Regions from separate parts of the Mus musculus genome. Here regions 2, 3, 4 and 5 are each linked to region 1. A link is a contact called in public Hi-C, HiCAR-type and promoter capture Hi-C data. All regions are on one chromosome and are shown on one strand. Each heading gives the region's core, a stretch centred on a gene start, on an enhancer-like site or on the middle of the called end of the contact. The rest is flanking DNA. Distances are from core to core; before and after follow the strand shown. Region 1 holds the start of Hoxd8 (homeobox D8). Region 2 overlaps Nfe2l2 (nuclear factor, erythroid derived 2, like 2). Region 3 has its middle 4.0 kb from the start of Gm39858. Region 4 overlaps Gm50595. Region 5 overlaps 2600014E21Rik (a long non-coding RNA gene).

What was found. Promoter capture Hi-C pulls out the DNA fragments that hold promoters and counts their contacts. A called contact is a pair of places that touch in the nucleus more often than the background predicts. HiCAR-type assays count read pairs that join an accessible place to other places.
Region 2: a contact with region 1 is called in a HiCAR-type map of kidney, with 4 times the contacts expected there. The contact joins the enhancer-like site here to the promoter of Hoxd8 in region 1. A contact is called at or near these places in 2 of 39 promoter capture datasets (3T3-L1-derived adipocytes and neural stem cells), 2 of 484 Hi-C or Micro-C datasets (embryonic stem cells and uterus), 2 of 115 datasets of contacts at active chromatin or transcription factors (bone marrow-derived macrophages and kidney) and 1 of 9 other capture datasets (embryonic stem cells).
Region 3: a contact with region 1 is called in a promoter capture Hi-C map of liver, with 2.7 times the contacts expected there. The contact joins the enhancer-like site here to the promoter of Hoxd8 in region 1. A contact is called at or near these places in 1 of 39 promoter capture datasets (liver), 9 of 115 datasets of contacts at active chromatin or transcription factors (the NIH/3T3 cell line, embryonic basal ganglia, embryonic forebrain and 5 more) and 1 of 9 other capture datasets (embryonic stem cells).
Region 4: a Hi-C map of uterus shows a contact between it and region 1, with 4 times the contacts expected there. The contact joins the enhancer-like site here to the promoter of Hoxd8 in region 1. A contact is called at or near these places in 15 of 39 promoter capture datasets (the 3T3-L1 cell line, 3T3-L1-derived adipocytes, the C10 cell line and 10 more), 3 of 484 Hi-C or Micro-C datasets (cerebellum, nephron progenitors and uterus), 5 of 115 datasets of contacts at active chromatin or transcription factors (craniofacial prominence, embryonic forebrain, embryonic limb bud and 2 more) and 2 of 9 other capture datasets (adipose tissue and embryonic stem cells).
Region 5: a contact with region 1 is called in a Hi-C map of uterus, with 5 times the contacts expected there. The contact joins the enhancer-like site here to the promoter of Hoxd8 in region 1. A contact is called at or near these places in 9 of 39 promoter capture datasets (the 3T3-L1 cell line, 3T3-L1-derived adipocytes, the C10 cell line and 5 more), 5 of 484 Hi-C or Micro-C datasets (the 3T3-L1 cell line, 3T3-L1-derived adipocytes and uterus), 6 of 115 datasets of contacts at active chromatin or transcription factors (craniofacial prominence, embryonic forebrain, embryonic limb bud and 3 more) and 3 of 9 other capture datasets (adipose tissue, embryonic stem cells and pancreatic islet).

Annotation. Positions count from the first base shown.
Region 1 is chr2:74,704,101-74,706,849 of GRCm38.p6, forward strand. It overlaps Hoxd8 (homeobox D8), which reads left to right and starts at 1,389. Exons shown (of 2, transcript NM_008276.3): 1 at 1,389-2,018; 2 at 2,414-2,749. The coding sequence starts at 1,448. The coding sequence ends at 2,712. The region is part of intron 1 of Gm38462 (predicted gene, 38462); the gene reads right to left.
Region 2 is chr2:75,684,356-75,687,104 of GRCm38.p6, forward strand. All of the region lies in intron 1 of Nfe2l2 (nuclear factor, erythroid derived 2, like 2), which reads right to left. Among named protein-coding and RNA genes, the nearest start is that of Nfe2l2, 19 kb to the right of the region's middle. Within about 2 kb of position 1,331, at least 206 of the 459 cell types and tissues checked have an H3K27ac peak or open chromatin away from gene starts, as enhancers often do. A contact at or near this core is called in 3T3-L1-derived adipocytes, bone marrow-derived macrophages, kidney and 1 more, where this site is marked.
Region 3 is chr2:75,636,644-75,639,392 of GRCm38.p6, forward strand. No RefSeq gene overlaps it. Among named protein-coding and RNA genes, the nearest start is that of Gm39858, 4.0 kb to the left of the region's middle. Within about 2 kb of position 1,343, at least 41 of the 459 cell types and tissues checked have an H3K27ac peak or open chromatin away from gene starts, as enhancers often do. A contact at or near this core is called in kidney and liver, where this site is marked.
Region 4 is chr2:75,490,634-75,493,382 of GRCm38.p6, forward strand. The region is part of intron 2 of Gm50595; the gene reads right to left. Among named protein-coding and RNA genes, the nearest start is that of Gm39854, 17 kb to the right of the region's middle. Within about 2 kb of position 1,333, at least 13 of the 459 cell types and tissues checked have an H3K27ac peak or open chromatin away from gene starts, as enhancers often do. A contact at or near this core is called in embryonic limb bud and uterus, where this site is marked.
Region 5 is chr2:75,223,220-75,225,968 of GRCm38.p6, forward strand. The region is part of intron 2 of 2600014E21Rik (a long non-coding RNA gene); the gene reads left to right. Among named protein-coding and RNA genes, the nearest start is that of Gm34401, 61 kb to the right of the region's middle. Within about 2 kb of position 1,437, at least 40 of the 459 cell types and tissues checked have an H3K27ac peak or open chromatin away from gene starts, as enhancers often do. A contact at or near this core is called in adipose tissue, kidney and uterus, where this site is marked.

The DNA.
Region 1 (2,749 bases), core at 139-2,638:
CCCGGGACCACAGCCCGCCCGAGTCTGGGCGCCTGGGTTGGGACCCGGGAGCCCTGCGCCCTGCCCTAGGAAATGCCACCCACCCCGGCATGATTCCTTCTTCCCACTGGGAACGTTTCTGCCACTCTTCTCTTCACTCTCTCAGCGACACTCATGTCCCCTTCCCACATTCTCTCGCCTCCCCCTCCCTCCCTGTGGCCAACACTGACGTCTATCAAGGGTGAAATGATGGAAACTATATTCATGGGCATGATTTCCATTAAATATCAATTAACCTGGGAGCCTCAACCAGGCATGCAGTGCGTCAAGGGTAAATGTACATCTCATTTCCACAGGGCCTGCTTGGCTGGAAAAAGCAGGACTTTGATTCGCTTTGATAAGGTCAGGATTCGGAGGCTGGATTGTGGCTTTTTAATCAAAACCACTTAGCTAGGCCCAAACAAATGCAAGGACCAATCAATCCGTCAACCTCGCTCGTCCACAGTAAGAAATGCAAAAAGAAAAAGGAAAAAAAAAAAAGCCACAGCCAGTCTCTGCTGGGCAGATCCAGGAGCCTTGCTGGAGGAGAGACCGTCTGCTCCGAGGCCTCCTGGGAGTGACCACCCCGCCTGGCCCAAGGCTAAGGTTCGGCCGCGCCCCCTCTCTGCGGACCCGGGGGGCCCCCCGCGAGCCCTTGGCAGTGCGGCTTTATGGGCCCCCTTTAAGGCTGGCGGAGGCATCCCGGGGCCGGCGTGCGGCGTCCCGTCCGGCGCAGGGGCCGCTTCGCCGCCGGCGGGATCCCTCCGCGCGGTTATCTCGCCCCCCATCTCGCTCCCTCTCCTCGCAGTGGCGGGGCGCGAAAATGCCTCGCCGGCGCGCACCGGGGCGGCAGCCTCGGCGGCGGCGGCGACAGCGCTGGGAGGGGGCGGCGGGGGGGAGGGCTGAGGTGAGAGGTGGCACCGGGCAGAGGGTGTGTTCTCTTTTCGTCTCCCTGCAGAGCGGGGGCTCGGCAGCCCCAGCCTAAGCGTCTCCCCCGTGGGCCGCGCGCACTCTTTTTTTTTTTTTTTTTCCCCTGGTCCGGGTGCGCTAGGGCCGCCTGGAGCCGGAGAGGAAACTGGAGGCCGCGGGGCAGGTCGCCCGGGCGTCCGCGGTTCCACTGCGGCCCAGCAGGCGCGCGCCGGGAGAGGCCCGCGGGGCGGAGGCGGCGGCAGCAGCGCGCGGGGGCGGGCGAGGCCGCGTGGCCCGCGAGGGAGGCGGCGCGAGGCCGAGACGGAGGCGCGAGAGCCAGGCATGAGCGGCCGGCGGCCGGACGGTCGAGCCTGAGCGGGGCGGGGGAAGCGCTCGCCGGGCGACGAGGCCCGGCGGCCCCCGCGGGCTCGAGTGAGCCGCCCCAGAGGCCCCCGCGGCGGCGCGACCGAGCTGAGGCGCGCCCCTTACCGGCTCCGCGCCGCCGGCGGCCGCCGCCCCGATGAGCTCGTACTTCGTGAACCCGCTGTACTCCAAGTACAAGGCGGCGGCCGCGGCGGCGGCGGCGGCTGCGGCGGCCGCGGCGGGCGAGGCCATCAATCCCACTTACTACGACTGTCATTTTGCACCCGAGGTCAGCGGCCGCCACGCCGCCGCCCTGCAGCTCTATGGCAACAGCGCCGCCGGCTTCCCGCACGCGCACCCGCACCCGCACCCGCACCCGTCGCCGCCGCCCGGGTGCGGCGGAGGGGGCGGCCCGGGGCCCGGCCAGGACTACTTCCACGCCGGCGCGGGCAGCCCGACCGCTGCCTACCAGGCCGCCCCACCTCCTCCGCACCCTCCGCCTCCGCCGCCGCCTCCCCCCTGCGGCGGGATTGCCTGTCACGGGGAGCCCGCGAAGTTTTACGGATACGATAACTTACAGAGACAGCCGATTTTTACGACCCAGCAAGAGGCCGAGCTGGTACAATATCCTGACTGTAAATCGTCCAGTGGTAATATTGGCGAGGACCCAGACCACTTAAATCAGAGCTCGTCTCCTTCTCAAATGTTTCCCTGGATGAGACCACAAGGTTGGGATGCGCTATTTTTTTTTTTTTTTTTTTTTTTTTAAGGAGGGGAGAAAGGGAGAAATCTGCTTTCATCTCACGTTCTAGCTTTAAAACTCCCCTGTCCTTTCCCTCTCCCCTTCCTTTTCCTTCTGGTGTAGCCAATGTGGCTCTTGTACAAAAACTAATACAGACTTTTTAAAAGTGTGTAAAGACGGGGGCAGAATAATTGTGAAGAGCTTGTCTCTGCCTCTCTTGCCTCACACCCTATATCTGTATGAGAATTAAAGACCACTGTGTATTTCACCTCTTAAGCCCGTTCCAGAAAACTCCAACAGCATTCAGAGAATCAACCATTAAAAAACAAAAAAACGTTGATTTTCCTCCCCCCCCCCCTTTTTGTTGTTGTTTTTAATCAGCAGCTCCTGGTAGACGGAGAGGAAGACAAACCTACAGTCGCTTCCAAACCCTAGAGTTGGAAAAGGAATTCCTTTTTAACCCTTATCTGACCAGGAAGAGGAGAATCGAGGTCTCCCATACTCTGGCCCTCACGGAGAGACAGGTAAAAATCTGGTTCCAGAACAGGAGAATGAAATGGAAAAAGGAGAACAACAAAGACAAGTTTCCTGCGTCCCGGCCGGAGGCAAAGGATGGAGACCCCAAAAAGGAAGTCTCGGGGCTGGAAGAAGACGGAGCTGAAGGCTGCCCCACAAATTAAACTCTACCTTTACACTTCTACCACAGACTATTAAGAC
Region 2 (2,749 bases), core at 81-2,580, 980 kb after region 1:
TCTCCCCCCACCCCCTTTTATTAGGGATCTCACTATGGAGGTCAGGCTGACCTCAGATGCATCCTCCTCCTCCTCACTCAAGCTCCCAAATGCTGGGGTTGCATAAGGTGTACGCACACCCCAAATACCCACCTTAGTTTACCCTTTGCTTCTCGGCATTCTCTTCTTCATGCACACATTCGTTACTAGAACATCGAGAGTGAAGAACACTTGGCTACAGTGCCCATCCTATATCTCCTATGATGCCCAGCTGAATATATATTATTCACCTAGAAAGTAAACCTGGTTTAGCTCCCCTGTCAACAGACAATGCCTAAGTATTTTTGAATAAAACCAGATAGAAAACAAGACTCATGTTCTACAGTCTGAAAGTCACCCAGGGGAGGGCTGGCAGCGTCTGTGAGTGCACTGAAGGAATGCCCAAACCTTAACAGTTGAATAACCAGCTGCATAATTAACCTTCATTTACAAAGCCCTACTCTGTGGTCTTACTGCCTAATAAATAAACACTTTATTTATTAATACCTGCAGTATTACTTGTAGTAATAAATGACTCCAGGCAGATGTGTCTTTTAAATCTATCTTACTTATGACTGTTGCATTTCTAAATATTTGCCCATTTACTTCTCGAAGGTTCCTGTCCCACACTGCATTACATGGTAGACAATATAATGCCATCTGCTTTTCAACAAAGACTCCAAAGGCAGAAGACAGGCCTATGGCTCACTGTAGTCAGCCCCACACCAAGTTCTTTTGGTTTTCACGGATTAATTTTCTAATTCTTTCTGCTACTACTATGAAATAGGTGATTAAAATATACGGAATAATTAAAATACAGAATAGTGTAGGGTCACAGAGGGCCTTACAGTCATCTAAATCAGGTACACTATTGCTGTTTATGTGTGTTACCTCAGCAATATTAGAAAGACCTAGTTAAACAACTCATATATACTTGGCAGACTATTAATACTCAACACCAGCCAACCCAAGTTTTCCTCCTACAGAAATCCTATCTCAATAATCAACAACTAGAGATTTTCACCACATAAAAATTTCTGAATTCGTACCAAATACAAATCACTCAGCAAGGTTAAAGCCCCGGTCACGAAAGCACCACTCCAGAGGCCTGGAGACATCCTCCACTTGGTCTGAGCTAGAAAGTGTCTGCTTCCTCAGCCTGGCAGGCTACATTACCATGCACAGAAACGTCCATGGGCTGCTTCCTGTTCTCAAGCAAGGTTCTTAGGAATGACTCACTCAATCTAAGAAATAGGACCCGGCCAGCTTACTGGAACTCTCACCCATTACGCAGCCCATAACCTGCAACATGATGCAAGACTACGCAAAGCTGGAAAGTGAAGGCAGTCAGAAGCCCGACTTTCTCCAGAGGCATAGCTGTTCTGTGGTCAAAATGAAATCACCAAGGACATTCACTTTTCAAACCCTGGGTAACCCCACCTACCTGGTGGAGAAACCACCAAGCTCTGACTTCTCCACAAGTTTCACACTTGGCTTTCAAGAGTTACAATCTGGCTGTGCTGGTGCAGGGTGGCCCTTACTCTGTCAGGAGAACAGCAATCCTTAGGATACAGTTGCTGGACTCTGCCCATTCTGAGTGAGCAAGCCACACAGAGAAAGCACTTGATGAACACACTTCAGTTACTGTTAGAACACACACACATCATTACCAAAAGAACCTTCAGGAACACTGCTTCCATCTTCCTCATCTACTTCACCTGAGGGGAAACAAATCAGGAGACCAGGCAGGCAACTCCGCGCCTTGCTGCCTCCACCCTTGACCTCTCTGATGGGTCAGCTGAAGGAGGGAGGCCTCGAATCAGAGACTCTTCACAGAAACTGCTGATATTTCTCAATGCTTCAAGCTCCTTTATCCATTTTCAGGGTTCCCCAAACTAAATTATTTAATACTCATGGTCACTTTTGGATCTAACCAATTAACAATTAAGTAAACATAGCAACAATCAAGAGCATCCACCTAGGCCTGAGAGATAGGGAAGAACTGTGCAGTCAGACAAAGACCCTGGCTCTTGAGGCATGGCTATGCTGCTATCAGTGGTGCGGAGGAATTTTATATATGAATTTAATGTACTGAATTATATTTAGACCACAGAGAACACTTTAAAAAAGCCTTTTTAATGAGCCCCGGACACTTTTAGGGTACTTTCCAAAGGGTCTGCTAACTTTTTAAAACTGTGAACTTTTTAAAAGTATGATTCCCACCCCACCCAAAACAAGGCTTTTTAGTGTAACCCTGGTTGTCCTTGAACTTGCGAGATCCACCTGCCTGTGCCTCCTGAGTGCTGGAATTAAAAGTGTGTGACACCACCCAGCAAGTATGATTGGGGGGATGGGGGGGTCCTGTAAAATATAAGGAAAACCTCACAAATTTTCACATTGTCTCTGTACAAAGGCATGCTAACCTCTGTGTCAGTCCAATTTTCCTGCACCTGCCACAAAGGCAGCAAGAGCAAGCAATATTTCTTAAAAGTAATATGCACTAATGGCTAAAACTCTTACCAAAAAGTGGTAGTAACACAAGTGGTAGTCAAGAACAGCAAGATTAGTGTACAGACTAAGTGGGTCATTAGTTTATCTACCACTGAACAATACATTCACACAGGTCACAGGAACAGTGAGGTGCCAGTAACGCAAGGGCTGTTTGTTAGGAGACATGAGGAGCAGCATTAAGGACCTCTGGCAGCACAGAGAAAAGCCACTAAGTAGGCAG
Region 3 (2,749 bases), core at 93-2,592, 930 kb after region 1:
CTTCAGATTTGAGACATAATCACCTGTCTTCTGGCTCACGAGTTCAAAACCCACTCTCACCTTCTCAACCCCTGCCACCAGGCTCCTATGCCTGTCTCCCTTTTTCGGGGTTTAAAGAAACAGAAAGTTGCACCTCTCCTGCTGCCACCTGCTGGGCTATGGTGGCACATGGCCAGGGGCAACACACAACTGGGACTCACATGCCAGGAAAAAGGACCTGACCATCCGTGGTGTGGATTCAAGGGCAGATGGAGCAGGCAGCTGGCAGTGGCAGTGGGACAGGCCAGGTGTGAATGGCGTCTGGACAGGAAGGATCCTCTAGGCAAAGTTAAATTCTCTGAGCAGACTAACTGCATGTAACTGTTGCCTGTCACCTCAGTTACAATACAAAGCTACAGAACCTAAAACTACTAGAGTAATGGGTGGAGTCTTGCTGCTGATGTATCCTGAGACAATACAGTTCACCCAAAACTTAGAATTGTCATGCTTAGCTGGGCAGTGGTGGCGCACGCCTTTAATCCCAGCACTTGGGAGGCAGAGGCAGGTGGATTTCTGAGTTCAAGGCCAGCCTGTTCTACAGAGTGAGTTCCAGGACAGCCAGGACTGCACAGAGAAACCCTGTCTCAAAAAACAAAAAAAAAAAAAGAAGAAGAAGAATTGCTTTTTTTGGTTTGAATTTTAAATGCTTGTTCTTCCCCAATAACAAGAATATCTAAAAATAATGTTCTTGCTTTTAATTCAAAATGTTTACAGATTGCAAATGATGAATACTGACATATCTAAACATTTCTCTCTTTTTGTAAACTTAAAACTTCTTTTAAGTTTCAGAAAATCATTGTGGATCTACCTCCCAAAGGTCAAATGGACTGCATTAACAACTATTAGTTAATCTTCAACTAAGAAAAATAAGACCATCTACTTATTTTTCACAGACAAGCTGTTACTGCCTAATCCAGATACATAATTAACATGGCATTTCCTTTCTCAGCCACTTTAAGCAGATGACATAAAAGATCTCCAGCTCTTCCCTCTGCTTTCCTTACTGCAACACAGTAAGGAAACACACTTTTTTTTTTTTTTTTTTTTGAGACAGGGTTTCTCTGTATAGTCCTGGCTGTCCTGGAACTCACTTTGTAGACCAGGCTGGCCTCGAACTCAGAAATCCGCCTGCCTCTGCCTCCCGAGTGCTGGGATTAAAGGCGTGCACCACCACGCCCGGCTAAGAAAACACACTTAAAGGGTGCCAGGCCAGGATTAAGATTCCCTCCAACACCTCCCCCCACCTCGCCCCTCCTCCCCCCCTTTGCCTTCTCCTTAGGCACCTATCCCACCCAGCACAGGAGAGGAGCTTGTGAGTGAAGCTGGAGAAAAGAGGAGACCTTGTCTCAAAGGAGCACTGGGCTGAAGAGAGGGCTCAGTGGTTATGGTCTTTTTCAGAGAACCCTGGTTCTTCAAATCCTGAAGAATGAAAAATTACTGGCCTCTTGTGAGAACATGAACTTTCACCTCGGAGCCCACCCCCTCCCATCTGGAAAACATACTTGAGAAAAAACATTTTCTGGAACAACCACAGAATGTTTCAACAGGCCAGATGTATTGCCAAACACAGGATATGACTCTTTGGTTGAGTAAATTTGTGGTTGTTAAACTTCCCCTATTCCCTCCCCATTCCCCCTCCCAGTTTGTGGTTTTTTCCTTTAAAAGCTTGTGAAAATTTTAAGTCGTCGTCGAGACTCCTCTACCCTGTGCAAAGGTGTATGAGTTTCGACCCCAGAGCTCTGTGTGCTTTCTGTTGCTGCTTTATTTCGACCCCAGAGCTCTGGTCTGTGTGCTTTCATGTCGCTGCTTTATTAAATCTTACCTTCTACATTTTATGTATGGTCTCAGTGTCTTCTTGGGTACGCGGCTGTCCCGGGACTTGAGTGTCTGAGTGAGGGTCTTCCCTCGAGGGTCTTTCATTTGGTACATGGGCCGGGAATTCGAGAATCTTTCATTTGGTGCATTGGCCGGGAATTCGAAAATCTTTCATTTGGTGCATTGGCCGGGAAACAGCGCGACCACCCAGAGGTCCTAGACCCACTTAGAGGTAAGATTCTTTGTTCTGTTTTGGTCTGATGTCTGTGTTCTGATGTCTGTGTTCTGTTTCTAAGTCTGGTGCGATCGCAGTTTCAGTTTTGCGGACGCTCAGTGAGACCGCGCTCCGAGAGGGAGTGCGGGGTGGATAAGGATAGACGTGTCCAGGTGTCCACCGTCCGTTCGCCCTGGGAGACGTCCCAGGAGGAACAGGGGAGGATCAGGGACGCCTGGTGGACCCCTTTGAAGGCCAAGAGACCATTTGGGGTTGCGAGATCGTGGGTTCGAGTCCCACCTCGTGCCCAGTTGCGAGATCGTGGGTTCGAGTCCCACCTCGTGTTTTGTTGCGAGATCGTGGGTTCGAGTCCCACCTCGCGTCTGGTCACGGGATCGTGGGTTCGAGTCCCACCTCGTGTTTTGTTGCGAGATCGTGGGTTCGAGTCCCACCTCGCGTCTGGTCACGGGATCGTGGGTTCGAGTCCCACCTCGTGCAGAGGGTCTCAATTGGCCGGCCTTAGAGAGGCCATCTGATTCTTCTGGTTTCTCTTTTTGTCTTAGTCTCGTGTCCGCTCTTGTTGTGACTACTGTTTTTCTAAAAATGGGACAATCTGTGTCCACTCCCCTTTCTCTGACTCTGGTTCTGTCGCTTGGTAATTTTGTTTGTTTACGTTTGTTT
Region 4 (2,749 bases), core at 83-2,582, 790 kb after region 1:
GCTTGGCTTTGGACCCTGTCTCATAGGAGAGAATTCATTCCTGGTATCTATAAACTTGTCAAAAGCCCATGGTTTGGGAGTTCATAGACCTTAAGAGAAAACCTGCCAGCTTTTTTTTTTTCTAATTGGGCATGCTGTCAAATTGATTTCTAGATATTTGTGTCTATAGCCATATATTAGTGTTTCTCTCAACCTGGGTCAGAGATGCAGTGGACATCAGTCAATACAGAGACTGAGAATAAGTGACTATCGAGCACTCACCCTTAAGTCGATCAATCATATCAATCTCTCCAGGGTTCAGAGAACAACAGGGAAGAGAGAGCAAAAAGAATGTGAAAGCCAGAGAGTGGGAGGGTCCTGTGAGATGCTGTCTGCTGGACTGCAGGATAACTGTCATCAACTCCCAGCAACTCTGGTTACCTGAGCAAGATCAAATCACTCCACACCCCAGCAGACATGGAAGAAGGGCTAGAGAAACCTTGCCCCAACACAGGAGCTATTAGCAGTTGACAAGCCACACTAAGGTGTGGCTGCTGACAGGTTGCCCATGCTCCTGAGAATGACCTCACTCGTGCACCCAGGGGTAATCCTAACTGGACTCAGTAGGTTATAAAATGAATGGAAAGGACATAAAGGTAGGAAGAGGACATGCTTGGAGCTCTGGGGAGAATGGAAGGAGGAGTTAAGAGTGGAAATAATCAAGATACATTGGATTGGGGGTGTGGTAGCACATGCCTTTAATCCCAGCACTGGGGATGGAGACAGAGGCAGGCAGAGTTCAAAGTCAGCCTAGTTTCCACAGTGAGTTCCAGACAAGTCAAAGCTACATGAGACCCTATTTTTAAAAAAATGGGGGGGGGGAATGCCTTAAAAAGGTATCCTTAACAGTAACTGATCAAAATAGAAGATAAGATAGGGAAAAGTATCATAGAATAGACATGAACCCAAGCCAGGTTTACATGTTGACAGCAAATCTAAGTGAAATTCCTAATTTCCAAAGGAGGAAGATTGATGCTACAATGAGGTGAAGCCAGGGAAATAACAGGTTTTAAACCTTAACCCAGGGGCTCAGCTGATGACAAGCAGGCATCGGGAAGGTTCAGATGACCTAAATTGGAGTGGGAGGGCACAGGCTTCTCTATCTGTCCTCTCTTCATGGTGGCATGCCCACAGATCTCATAGGAGTCGGAGTGCATAGATTGGGGGCAGTTCATGATCCTTTGTCTCATAATGTTTGATCTGAGAAGCTTTTATGATACTTTACAGTACATAGTAGTTAAGTTGGACAAATATTATGACCACAGTAAAACACATTCTTATCACTGGAACATAAATCAGTAATTGCTACATTGTGAGGGAGTTCCCCCAAGTCCAGGGACACTGCTCAAAGCAATGAGGGAGGGGGGGGTTGTTTAAAGGAGAAACCAAAGAGCATCAACTCTCAGTTGAAAGCAAAACACCACAAAACCAAAACCTGTTCCCTCCAGGGCTGCAGTGATGCTTTGCAAAGCTCTCAGAAAAAGCTTTTCTCCCTAAGCCAACACACACACACACACACACACACACACACACACACACACACACACACAATGCCACCTAAATAAGCCTATTAAAAAGGACTCCAGTGGAGACACTGATTTGCCATAAACTGCAAAATGCTTCGGAGCTCAGCAGAGACTGGCTCCTGTCACACACAGCCTGGCAGTGGCCCAGCTCCACACCAGTGCACACTTTTCCAATTACAAGCTGAAGATTCCTACGGGGACTCAGGACTCTTGTTTCAGTCTTCCAGTGCAGGAGAAATTCTTCATGGAAGAAAGTGCCCATGGCTCAAGTTCTTCAAGCTCTGTAAAAGAGAGACCTACAGTTCCCACAACAGGGAAGATTCTCTTCTGTTTTCCTGGTTTTTTTTTTTTTTCACATCTTAAATTCTGCAAATTCTTGAAGCAATGGAATGAAAGTTGAATCCCCTAATGATGTGATAGGCACTCCTTATTTATTGACTGTTTGGAACAGCAAAGTCTAAACATTTGAGGCCAGGCGAAGTGTTCACATTCTGTTCTTTCCACAGCTTAGGGGTGAATACATAAAACCGCTGAAGGCAATTGAAGAACTTTAAAGGAAACCGGCCACAGGTGGGGGTGCTCTTGATTAAAGACAGACAAAGTCATGTATTAAAAGTGGCTAGCTCAGGCTGAGTGCACCTACCAGTAATCGCAGAACTCAGGGGCTGAGACAAAAAGATCATGAACTCAAGCCCAGGCTGGGCTATATAACAAGACCATATCTCAAAGAAAAAAAAAAATATATATATATTCTTTTTTTTAACTCTCATTTTTAAAGGATGACTTAAGACTGGGCCAAACTGGAGGTGATTTTTTTAATGTTCAAGAACATCAGTTACCCTCAAAGTTTATTTTTCATTTATTTTCTAAGTCCTCTTTAGTGAAAAATTGGTACATGTGAACACTTGGCCTGTGCCAGCCACGGCATTAAGAGCTCACTCAGGTACTCGATTTTATCGCCTGTCTTCTAAGTAAAGAAACATAGCTTCAGATGGTATCATACAGATGCCCAGTGTCAGCCAGCTAATAAGAGGTAGTTGAAGGACTTGCAATCTGGGAGTTTACTGCTATGGCGAGGGGCTACCTTGGAAAGCAGCAGCAGGAGATGCCTTTCTGCAGGGCCTCTCTCCACTTTGCTACTGAGTCAAGACAAACCACAAGTTAGTTAGACTCATGAGCATTGG
Region 5 (2,749 bases), core at 187-2,686, 520 kb after region 1:
CTCACAATGAGCTGTTCATAAGAGCTGTCTGACTCGTAAGGACACAGTTGAGTTGATTTTTAAGTGTTCATGTAAGAGGCTGAGGAGGTAGCTCAATGAATGAAATGAACCTTGTGCTGTGTAGTTGAGTAAACCTCGGTGCTAAAGACTAGGGTTCAGATTCTTCTCGCCCACTTAAGAGTAGAGCAGCTATGGTAAACTGTTGTAATCCCAGCACTTGGGAGGCAGAGAAAGGGAAAACGCTGGGGCATGCTGGATAGCTAAACTAAAAGAATCAGTGAGCCCCAGGTTCAATGAGGGATTTCACTTTAGAAAACAAACCTAAGTGGAGGAAAACACCCAAGGCCAACTTACACACACACACACATACACACACACACACACACACACACACACACACACACACACACAGACCCCATATGCATATATACAAATACTATTCACATCAAAGAATAAAGTAAGTCCAGTGTCGCACGTGCTGCTGGTGTGACTTCATACTGCTGCTGGAGCCATGCTTATGAGCAACACGAAGATAAAACCTTTATAGAACATGCTATACTGCTTTAATTTTTTTTCCTCCAAGACAAAACTTCACTATTTATATATGACCATAACACTGTCCTCCGTAAGCTTTATGTATGTGTGGTACCAGTTGGAGCTCAGAGTCTTGCATCTGCTAGGCACACACTACTACTGAGCTATATCACCAAGCCCAATATGCTGTTTTTATATCAAATGTCACACTGAACCATAATTGCTGCACAAAGTCTTCCTGGGCTATGTACAGGCACATCTGACTTACATACCTGAGAATCCAAGGGCATGGGGAATGTTATTATACTCCAAGTTAGTAGAGTGAATGAATAATGCATCCCATGGAGAAAGATGGGTGATATATACCCTGCTATTTAAATAATTTATATTTCTATTTTGTTGTCTTTGAAACACGTATGGAAATAGGAGAAGAACTCGGTGATGGTGACATAATTCTGTACTCTGTGTTCTAGATAATATGCAATGATAGTAAAATACTAGACGTGTTTATCCATTTTTAATTCAGGAGATTGGCAACATGGCTGCATGTGAGGTTTTGCAGAGGAAAGGGAATGTATAATTTAATATATCTTTTGTAGAATTTCCCCCTTTCTCCTAATGGAAAAAATATGCAGTTTTTACTTATTTATCTGTAACCGTGGGTGGGCTCTATTTTTTCAGCTGGCTCTTCCTATCTGGATTTAGGGTCTAAATCGGGGCTTGGTCCAAGGTTAGCCGAAGCCCTGGATGAGACAGCTTTGGCTCGTGTTTCAGTAACTATTGATTCTGGGACTGGGCCAGGTCTCCAGGGATTGGAAAGATTCCCTATCTGAGGCTACTTGGCTACAGAAACCCTTCCTCCAGCCCTTGCCAACTAAAACACAGTAGGAATAACTGTTGTGTGGCAACCGGGTATAAACACAGCAGTTGGAATGCTTCAGAAAGAAGCCTGGATTTCCTGGGTAAGTGTATTCAATGTTAAAACAACAATAACAGTGTTAAAAACACATTTGGGGATTGTTAGAATGCCTTGCCCGCTGATTCTCAGTATGATTCTTAGAGGCTTATTGGATGCACTGGTGTTTCTGAGTTCCTTAGGGCCTGTGCTGGAGGCTACAACCACATAAGCAAGATAAGATGAAAACATGAATTTAAAAAAGACCTCAAATAAAGCATATACAAAGTCTGTTGAACCGTGGCTTAGCTTTAAAAGTACGAGATACTGAGAGGGGGATTTGACTTTTGATGGTAAACCCTGAGGTTGAATAAAGCATACCTCTAGAGGCTGGAGAGATGGCTCAGTGGTTAAGAGTACTGACTGCTCTTCTGAAGGTCCTGAATTCAAATCCCAACAACCACATAGTGGCTCACAACTATCCATGATGAGATCTGACACCCTCTTCTGGAGTGTCTGAAGACAGCTACAGTGTCCGCTATTATAATAAATGAATAAATCTTAATAAACAAACAAATAAATAAGTTTTAAAAAGCATACCTCTAAGCCTGAGGACAGATGCTCTCACCATGTTTTCTACCTAAGGACTACCTGAATAGGACAGAGGTCTAGTGCATGGTCGATCCCTCACCCCTAAATAACTATGTCAAAATTCTAAGCTAGCCATGGTGACTTACTCCTGTCACTCCAACACTTTGGAGACAGATGCAGGTTGTGCCCTTGTAAGAGGAGACACCCCTCTATGAAGAAAGACATAGAGGGTACAGGCCAAGATGTGTCTGCAACTAAGAAAACTGGAGAAGACAACAAAAGAGTCTTCTCCTGAAGGTTTCATTCAGGTTGATGGTCTTGAGAACAAGCCACTGACTGGTATTCTGTTAGAACAGACCCAGAAAATGAATGTAGACTCTTGTCTTGAATCTCCTGTGTTTAGGCTCTTTCTGACTTCTCTTCATGAAAGAAGAGGTGTTTTTACATAGAGAATGTAATGTTTAACAATGGCTGTATCAAAGACATGTTTAACAGTGGCTATATCAAAGACTGGACATACAAAAAAGAGAAAATGAAAAGGTAAAGTCCTATGACCATGAAGGAATTGGGACTAAGATCAGTGGGTTAGCCTAGTCTCACTTGATCTAGTCTTATAAAAATACCCCTATGAGTTTGTATATTGCCATGGCTCCAAGACCCAACAACCATGATAATTGTGTTCTGGTGCCTGGAGGCTCTGCCTCCTCCCTGAGATCCTTCTAGAGTCTC